2 separate regions of the Sus scrofa genome follow, and region 2 is linked to region 1. A link is a contact called in public promoter capture Hi-C data. All regions are on one chromosome and are shown on one strand. Each heading gives the region's core, a stretch centred on a gene start, on an enhancer-like site or on the middle of the called end of the contact. The rest is flanking DNA. Distances are from core to core; before and after follow the strand shown. Region 1 holds the start of SMIM22 (small integral membrane protein 22). Region 2 holds the start of HMOX2 (heme oxygenase 2).

Region 1 (4,765 bases), core at 1,629-4,128:
GGTCCGGTCCTTGGCTTCCATTCTGCATCCCCCTGATATGCCTCCCCGTCTGGGTCAGTGCTTCCCCAGCCCAGTGGTGCAGGAAGCCACCGGGGGCACCTGGGAAGAGTCTGGAAGCCCCTGGGCTGGGGCTGGGCTTCCCCTAGGGGGTTGGGGGGTGGCCTGCCTGGCCCTCATCCCACCTGCCTGCCCTCCCGCAGCGGATGTTCGCCCCCGCCCTGCCCTCAGACCTGCTGGTCAATTTCTACATCAACCTCAACAAGCTCTGCCTCACCGTGTACCAGCTGCACGCCCTGCAGCCCAACTCCACCAAGGTGAGCACCCCCCCGCCACCCACTGCCCTGCCTGCCCTCAGCCCCACAGCCCTGCAGCCCCCTCAGCCCCGGGCCTGACCTGTGTGATGCTCTTTGCCTAGAACTTCCGCCCGGCTGGAGGCGCTGTGCTCCACAGCCCCGGGGCCATGTTGTAAGTATGCCCCTGGGGGAGGTCCCTGGGCACCCTCGCCACCCCAACCCTCTGCACCTGAGGGGATGGGGTCCAGGCTGGCTGGACCACCCTCGAGGACCCTCCCCCCTCCCCCCAGTGAGTGGGGCGCACAGCGTCTGGAGGTGAGCCACGTGCACAAGGTGGAGTGTGTGATCCCCTGGCTCAATGACGCCCTGGTCTTCTTCACCGTCTCCCTGCAGCTCTGCCAGCAGCTCAAGGACAAGGTGGGGACAGGGATGGGGTTGGGGGGGATGTGCAAGTGGCTCCTGGGCTGGGCCTCCCTCAGGTTAGGCCAGCCAAACGACAGGCCTCCTGTCACACCACCACAGTACCCCCTAATCTTAAGATCTGTTATACCCTCCACACACGCCAGACAAATGGGCCGTGGTGTGGCTGGGCCCTTGACACATGGCCCCGAGTTGACCTTCAGATCCCGCCAGGGTCACAGAGGGTGCGGTGGTGTCCAGACCCCCAGCCCCACCACCCAGCATGCGCCCCGCTTTCTCCCTCCACAGATCTCCGTGTTCTCCAGCTACTGGAGCTACAGGCCCTTCTGAGCGGAGCGCCCAAGACCCGGGCCCCTGGGCATGGCCCCCCGCCCAGGGGCCCCTGTCCCCCCACCGCCTCAGAGTGCCAGCCAGAGCCAGAGCTGTGCACCATGGGCTATTTATTTCCCTCTTCACCCTGTCCTGCCTGTCACGTCTGCATGGATGGACCTGAACTCTGGGACGAAGGGATAGTGGCTTGCGGTTTGTTTTGGAATGGGGGGGGAGGGGTCAGGAAGGTGGGGCTGTGAGGTGGCCGAAGTCCCAGCCCTGCCCTCCGCAGAAGGCTGGAACCTTTGGACTCAGGGTAGGGCTGGCCCTCCTCCCTCCCTCCCCTCCCTGGGGCAGCTGAGGACGTTGAGGGGAGCCACACACGCCCCGCCCCTGGAGGGCGTGGCATGGGTGGTGGCCCTAGGCTCTGTGTCAGGAGAGGGGGACAGAAGGCGCCCACCATGAGCTGTGATGCCCTTATCTGTGTTCACTCCATGACCCTGCTGGGGCCTCTGAGGAATAAAGATCATCTGACTTTGCCTGGAGCCCTCGTGTCTGTCTGAGTGGGGACCTGGCCAGGGCTTCGTGATGGCCAGGAGCTGGCAGAGTACCCAGGGACTGCGGACTGAGCCCCTGGCCTCCCAGGTGCCAAGGGGCCAAGTGGGATGGTCACAGACAGTCACTGAGTGGCTACAGCAGGTCACCTAAGGTCTCCTGGGGACAGTCATTCCAGCTGAAGGCTGAGACCTGGGGGCATCTAGAAGAAGGGGGAGGGGGGGGCTGCCCTGTCCGTCCATCCCCCCACACACACAAGAGGCTCAGAACTCGCTCCAGACTCCGGCTTTGGCTGAACGAGGCATGGTTCTTGCTGTCCGGCAGACAAAGACGAGGGGCAGGGCTCTCCGGCTAAGGTTCCAGGGCCAAGTTATCAACCCCCCAGGAGCGTTCCTGAAAGAGACGCAAGGGACAGTGGCTTCCCTCCTCCGCCCCCTGGCCCCTCTGCCCTAGAGCCGTGTCCTGGTGCCAGCCGGGCCCTGGTGCTGGGGGCTCACCTTCTGAGGCCTGGAGGAGTGGCGGTCACAGCAGCTGCAGCAGCAGCAGTGGATGAAGACGAGCAGCAGCAGGAGCAGCACGACGCCTGTAGGTGGGACAAGACTGCGTCCAGTTCGGACCCTGGGCCGGGAGGCTGACCCAGCCCGACACCCATCCACACGCACCGAGGAAGATGAGGAAGATGACGAAGGCCCCGGTGTCCCACTGGGACTGGAACAGCTGGTGGCTCCTCAGCTTCCCCAGCACTTGCTGGCCTGTGGCGCTCAGCTCCTGCTCCAGGCCCGCCCTTGACAAAGCCATCTCAGCCGGACGGTCCTGGGTGCCACCTGCCCAGCCCCCCAGTGGGCCGCCTCAGAACCCTGGGCTCCTCTGGGACTGCCGAGTCCAGGCCTCCGACAGTCCAGCCCAGGCCCTGCCTCTCTTCTCGTCTCAACGACCCTGACCCTGGCCCGGGCAGCCCGTTCCCCCCACCAGCCCCAGCCCTGAGCCCCCACCTGCCTTGGAGCTTCCCGGCCAGGCAAGTCCCTGGTCCTGGGAGCAAAGACGACTTCCTGCTTCCGGATCCGCACCTCCTGAGGCCTTGGCAACCAGCCCCACCCCACCACTCCCCCGGGGGCTGCTGGAGCCAGGCGAGGGCGGGGCTGGGCCAGCCCCGCAGGTGTGTTTCCTGCCTCCCAACCTTGACAGGTGCTGGGGGACCCAGGGAGAAGCCTCTTCACTCGGGAGAGCTCTCGCTTTTTCTCAGCAGACCAGACACGTAGCCTGGAACACAGTGGGCACTGAGCCGCCCTTGACTTGGCGAATGAAGAAAAGACAGGATGGTGGGAGGTTGGTGGGAGAGAGGGAGGCAGGTGAAAAAGAAGAGAGGAGGGGAGGGGGAAGCTGTGTCCTGTCCGCCGCCCTTGCCTGGGTCCCCTTCCCTGTTCCTGTCCTCGCAGTGACCCTTGTGAGGCGATGGTTGTGGTCCCTCAAATGAGCTCTCCCCCCAGAACGCTGAGCTGATGACAACACCATCTGGAGGCCACTGTCACGCCCCCCTTCTCTCAGAGCAGAGGCCAAGACTTCTCGGCGCTTGGGACTGGCTGTAAACAGGTGGACTCAGCTTCCTGTGCTTGTGGGGCTCATGGTCTAGCTGGGAAAATGTGGGCTAATGTGAAGCTCCATTGCCTACACGGTACAGGCACCCCCTTTCTTTACTGCACTTTGAGATGTTGTGGTGTTGTCCTTTTTTTAATTTATGTATGTATTTATTTATTTATTTTGCTCTTTTAGGGCTGCACCTGAGGCATGTGGAGGTTCCCAGGCTAGGGGTCTAATCAGAGCTCCAGCTTCCCACCTACACCATAGCCACAGCAACGCCGGATCCTTAACCCACTGAGCCAGGCCAGGGATGGAACCCGCAACCTCATGGTTCCTAGTCGGATTTGTTTCCACTGCATCACGACGGGAACGCCGAGATGTTGCATTTTTTGGCAAATTGAAAGTTTGAGACAACCCTATGTTGAGCCACGTCTATCAGCACCATTTTCCAACAGCATTTGGAAGCTTTTTCCTTGTTCTTATATTTGTTTGGCAGTCTGTGATCTTTGCTGTTGTTATTGTAATCATTTTAGCATTTTTCAGAAAAGTGTTTTTAAGTTAATACGTTGTGGTTGGTTGTTTTTTTTTTTTTTTTTTTTTTTTGACGATGCCCTTGTACACTTAATAGACGATAGTCGGTGTAAACAGAATTTTTATATGCACTGGAAAACTAAAGAAATCTGTGGGACTCACTTTATTGCAATGTGCGGCTTATTGTGGTGGTCTGTCTGGAACAGAACCCACAGTATCGCTGAAGGATACCCATACATTCGTTACCTAATTTAGTCCTCACCACGATGCAAAAGTGGTATTATTGCTATTGCCATTTTACAGATGTGAAAATTGAGGCCTAGCTCAAGTCACACATCTGTTTTTTGTTTGTTTTTTGGCTTTTTAGGGCTGCACCTGTGGCATATGGAGGTTCCCAGGCTAGGGGCGGAATCAGAGCTGTAGCCACTGGCCTACACCACAGCCACAACTCAGGATTGGAGCCATGTCTGCGACCTACACCACAGCTCATGGCAACGCCAGATCCTTAACCCGCTGAGCGAGGCCAGGCCTTGAAACTGCATCCTCATGGATTCGTTTCTGCTGAGCCATGATGGGCGAAATAAATAGTGTCTTGAAGGAATGCAAGTTTATTAGCTTCAGAGTTCTGGAGGTCAGAGTCTTAAAGGGTGGGCAGGGCCACATTCCTCGCCAAGGTCCCAGGGGAGAATCCCTTCCTGGGCGTTTCCAGCTCCAGAGGCCACCCACCCACCTCCCTTGTTTCCCGCCCCACCTGCCTCCCCTTCACCCTCACACCTTCTCTGCATCTGTCCTCAAGCCCCCCTGTCAGAAGGACCCCGGTGATTACACTGGCCCGCAGGATAATCTCCCCATCAGAATCCTTAATCACATCTGCAGAGTCCCTTTTGCCCCATAAGGTAACATCCTCACAGGTCCCAGGGACTCAGATGGGAACATCTTTGGGCACCATCATTCTGCCAACCACCCGTGTGCGCAGAGAAATCAGAACTGAATCCCAGAGCCCTGAACCACCATGGTACAGCACCGCCTACGCTGGATCCCCATCCTACGCCCTCCATCCCCGCCAGCCCATTCTGAGA
Region 2 (4,879 bases), core at 1,155-3,654, 270 kb after region 1:
ATTCAGATTACCAGAAAAGACAGAGCTTTCATCTGACGATTTTCACACAAACAAACATGACAAATATAATAAATTAAAAAGCAAATAACCTTCACTGTGTTCAACACAAAAGGAGACGTGACCCAGATTTCTTAATTCTCCCCTTAAGTGCTATGAGAAAAAGAGATTGCATTAAACGTCTATTTATAACTTTTTAGTTAACTATGGCCAATAACACACAAGGAAGTAATTCATTGTTCCAATTTTTTATTTTTCTCTCCAAAGAGTTACAAGTTAAATTCTAAATTTTACACTGAAATATACAATCCCAATTTTCAAAAATATCTTTCTCCTAGAGCAGTGATACTTCAGTCTTTGGTGCAAATCTGACACAGAGCTCAACTGTCCTATGAAGAGAGTCAGTATTTTAAAATGAAACCAGGAGTTCCCATTGTGGCTCAGCAGTTAACAAACCTGACTAGTACCCATGAGGACATGGGTTCGATCCTGGCCTCACTCAGTGGGCTAAGGATCCAGCCTTGCCATGAGCTGTGGTGTAGGTCGCAGACGCAGCTCAGGTCCCAAGTTGCTGTGGCTGTGGTGTAGGCCAGCAACTCTAACTCAAATTCAACCCCTAGCCTAGGAACTTCCACATGCCACGGATGCCGCCCTAAAAACGACAAAAGACAAAAAAATAATAATGATAAATAAAATGAAACAAAAAAAATCAAGGTAGCCCAAAGGCCGCAGATGTCTGTCCAGTTTTGCTTTTCAACAGACTCAACAACGGGTGAGCCAAAAGCAATGAATATTTTACTTTCTGTAACTCATCTTCTCGGCACTGTCATTTTCTAAAGCAGTTCATACTCCTGACTCTGGTGACTGACAGGATCTCACCTTACTGGTCCAGGCAAAGGAAAAACGGAAATCAAGTCAGACAATGGGGAAGACACACGTTTTTCCTCTTCTCATCCCCAGGCAAATGAGGTCACTCAATGAGTATGTTTCCAAGGTCCCTCCAATTCTCATACCCTCACCAGTGACTGGCCTTAGATACTGTATTCAAAAACTTTTTCCAAGTTCACCCAGTAAACTTGTAAATGCCCAACTGAACTGTGAGCTCCTGCTAAGTATATGATGTTTTGTCCTGTGATGTTTCTTTAAAAAACAAAAACAAAAAACTAATGAATAAAGCACAGATTTACTCATTTATATTCTTTATACATCTCAGAAAAACTAAAAATTTTAATAGGGCAGTTAAAATTAAAAAAAAAAAAAAAACCCACCCCGGTTAATGCCATAACAGAAACTCAAAAATATAAAAGCAGTAAGCTCCTGTTTCCTACTACTTGGGAGGACAGTGTAGCAGGAGGGGAAGACAATTTAATCCATTTCCAATCTCTACAACTCTACTTAGGAAAGAGCATGGGATCTGGGGACAGATGACCAGGTACAAACCATCTGTGCCATCTTCTTGGTTGGGAAATGCAGCTCGAGGCTGTCAACCTGAGACTCGTCATTAACCCCACGTTACAAGTGGGAAAATCATCAACTCACAGGGCTTTGTGAGGGGCTGAGGGAGAGGACTTCCTGAACCCGAGCGCACTAGACGATGTGTACCCTTTCTCAGTCACGCTCCGCTGTGGGTGCTTCTAAGAGCCACGAATACAACACAATAAGCACGAACAGCCCCAGCCACCGTTCCTCGGAATCAATTTCAACGGCATGACAAGGACAGGCCTTGTGCAAAGACTGAGCAAGGCGACCCTGGCAGCTTTTACGTGGCAATCAGTACACACCTAGGCACTGCGATTATGAGGCGACAGGTAGACTTCCCGCCAGACCAACCCACCGGCTGCCCCTGACGTTGGTCTCTCGCTATCTGGCGGCCGCAGGTCCCTCGGGAAGTCGTGACAGGGACTCAAAGGGCCCTCGGAACGAGGTGAGTCAGGAGGAGTAAGGGCAGAGCCCGGGCCCAACAGCTCGACGCCGGCCCAGGTCCGGGTCCTCGCCCGACCAAGGTGGACGGACGTGCCGGCTGGCAGATACCGGCTGCGAGCCCCGCTGGGGACGCCAAGTCCGCCCGCGACCCGGGGGTCAGCTCCCCCGGGGCACTTGTGACGCCGGCGGGGGGTGGGCTCAACGGGGACCAGCGCGAACGGGCGGTTCAGGCCTCCCCGGGCCTCCGCAACCATGTCTGGGAAGCGGGGTCCCCCCCGCCCCGTTCCCGGCCTGCCCTTGCTCCCTCAGGTGGGCGGCGGGACGTGGCCGGCCCTGCCCAGCTCCCGAGGGCCCAGGCCTGCCAGGCCCTCCGAGGAGTCGGAAGGAAGACCGCGCAGACCGCAGACACTCACCGGCCGCGGGGCCGCCTCGCAGTCAGCCTGCACCGCGTCCGCGCGTCGGTCGGCGACTCCCTCGGGCGCCGCAGCGGAGCGCGCGGCCCGACGTGCGCACGCGCGGAGGCGGGACCTGCGGAGGACACGCCCCTGCGGCGGGCGCGGGGCTGCGCTCCCCGGCCCCTCCGCGCTCCGCCCCGCTACGGAAGTCCGACCGCCGGGGAGTGAAAACTCGGCTTGGTAGGAGGGGTGTTTATGAGGACGCTCTGTGCTTAGCGCTTTTCTTGCTCCGTGTCGCCACCGCTTCAGGCTCATCGCGTTGGGCTCCACCTGCCCCTTCTGTTCGAGCCACACTGGTTTCCAGTCATTTCCGTAACCATCCACCTGGCTGCAGCTTGAAAGACTGGTTTTGTCCGGTATTGGCAAAGGTGTGGGGAACGAACAGTAATTCTTGGAATTATTGTGGAAGGGGGAAACTGTCTGGAAAGATGTGTTAAAACTTGGAATAGGTATTCTCTTTGATCCAGTGCTTCCACTTAGGGGTAGCTGTTCTAGACAAGCACTAGAAGCCAAAGAGACACCAACAAGGACGTTCATTGCAACACCATTTCAATGACAACCTTCAAACAACCTAAATATCTGACCATCAAAAGGGGATGGGATGGAGTTGACAGAGGCACATCCTTTCAATAAAGTTGTGCCAGTCAAAAGGAAGGGTGAGAAGTTCCCTTGTGGCGCAACTGGCCGGCTATTGCTGCAGCTTGTGGCACAGGTTGCTGAGCCACAATGGGAACTCCTATAGTCGGTTTCTTAACCTACTGTGCCACAGTGGGAACTCCTCACAATGTAATCTTTCCATACATATATTTAGGCACGTAAATGCATCCAAAAGGGAAATTTTACACACTAGAATGATAGAGGGATGTCGGGGTCACTTGTGCTATATCTGTACAATTTAAATTTTTTATAAGAATGAATAAATGAGTCACGCATTATTTGGCTATCAAAATCAAATGTAAAAGAATGAATTTCTTTTTTTTTTTTACACACTGTACTGCACCTTGCCCCCAACACACACATCAAATTGGTTTAAACCAAGTGACACTGATTGAAGGAGGGGTTGCCTCAAGAGGTCAAATGAGATAATGTGGGGCTAAGTCTGTGCCTGACACATAGGAGGAGCCCAGGAAAGGCTTCCCACTGTTATCATCACTTGTACATGTCACTGGGCTGGGTAACAAGTGTTTTGCAGCAAGTCCTTGTCAGATATAAAATCCCACAAGAAATGCTGAGTCACGGCTGAGCATATGCCAGTCCGTAGCCAAATCGCTTCCCTCAGGCTTTTGGGGACCATCAGTTTGCTGGGGCTTCAAGAAACAAGAACTTCACCCAGGCTGCCCGTCTGCCTGCCCACTTTGGGACAGCTCCCTGGCACCAGCATCACTGACCAGAAGCCTGGGGAAGATATCTGTTCCTTGTCACTCACGGCCTGCACTGATTTCCAGTCTTAACGTTTAGCAAGGCCAAAGGGCACTGGAGTCACTCTGGTCCCAGTGTGGCCCTGGGATGCTACTCCCAATTAAACCTGGAGGCCAAGGACAGTCAGCTTCATGGGTTTGTGATCAGAGCAGTCATACTGGGTCCCAAACCCTGGGCCTTGGGCTTGAAATTCTTGCTAATATTTTAAAATAAGGAGCCCTGGGAGTTCTTGCTATGATGCAATGCGATCCACGCATCTTGGAGCACTGGGACTCAAGTTCCATCCCTGGTGCCTGGAATAGTGAGTTAAGGATCCAGCGTTGCAGCAGCTGCAGCTTAAGTCGCAGCTATAGCTCAGATCTGATCCAGTCCCTGGCCTGGGAACTCCATATGCTTCCAGATGGCTGAAAAAGAAAAAAAAAAAAAAATCAATCAATAAAATAAGGAGCCCTGCATTTTCTTTTTGCACTGGGCCTTGTTATTGCAACTGGTTCCACCGGGGATCTTCTTGTTTGGATTTATTTCTTTATAGTAGAGGCCTCAGACCATTGAGTTTTGTGGTTTAAGCCATGCAGTGGAAGGGAAAACCTTATCTTTTATCAGAATAATATGCACTTGGGTTCCATTTAATAAGTTTTTATTGAGTTCCTACCAAGTGCTGGGCACTGTGCCAGCAGAAAGAGACAAAAAAAGACATGGGACCAACTCTCAGGAAGCCCTCAGTCGATATGATATAGATAATTTTGCCAGTGGAATAGAGATGGGAGTGAAATAATAGTCACTGTAGCCTAGAGGTCAGGGAGGGCCTCCTGGAGGAAGTGATGATTATGTGGAGTGTTAGGGAATGAGTAGGAGTTGGCCCTATAAGGTGGTGGGAGGAAGGTATTCCAGGCGAACACCTGGAATGTGGTTAACAAATCCAACTAGGAGCCATGAGGTTGCAGATTTGACCCCTGGCCTCGCTCACTGGGTTGAGGATCCTGTGTTACTGTTGGCTGTGATGTAGGTTGCAGACGCGGCTCGGGTCCGCGTTGCTGTGGCTGTGGCTGTGGCGTAGGCCAGCGGCTGCAGCTCTGATTCGGCCC

Evidence for each region. Promoter capture Hi-C pulls out the DNA fragments that hold promoters and counts their contacts.
Region 2: a contact with region 1 is called in a promoter capture Hi-C map of fetal liver, with 2.0 times the contacts expected there. The contact joins the promoter of HMOX2 here to the promoter of SMIM22 in region 1. A contact is called at or near these places in 1 of 5 promoter capture datasets (fetal liver) and 4 of 47 Hi-C or Micro-C datasets (mesenteric adipose tissue, omental adipose tissue, retroperitoneal adipose tissue and 1 more).

Annotation. Positions count from the first base shown.
Region 1 is chr3:37,598,438-37,603,202 of Sscrofa11.1, forward strand. SMIM22 (small integral membrane protein 22) reads right to left here and starts at 2,879. Exons shown (of 4, transcript XM_013995680.2): 1 at 2,574-2,879; 2 at 2,240-2,401; 3 at 2,075-2,160; 4 at 1,137-1,970. The coding sequence starts at 2,375. The coding sequence ends at 1,929. It overlaps ROGDI (protein rogdi homolog), which reads left to right. Exons shown (of 11, transcript XM_021086663.1): 8 at 201-314; 9 at 416-465; 10 at 584-710; 11 at 1,002-1,567. The coding sequence ends at 1,043.
Region 2 is chr3:37,865,728-37,870,606 of Sscrofa11.1, forward strand. It overlaps HMOX2 (heme oxygenase 2), which reads right to left and starts at 2,405. Exons shown (of 6, transcript NM_001244412.1): 1 at 2,334-2,405.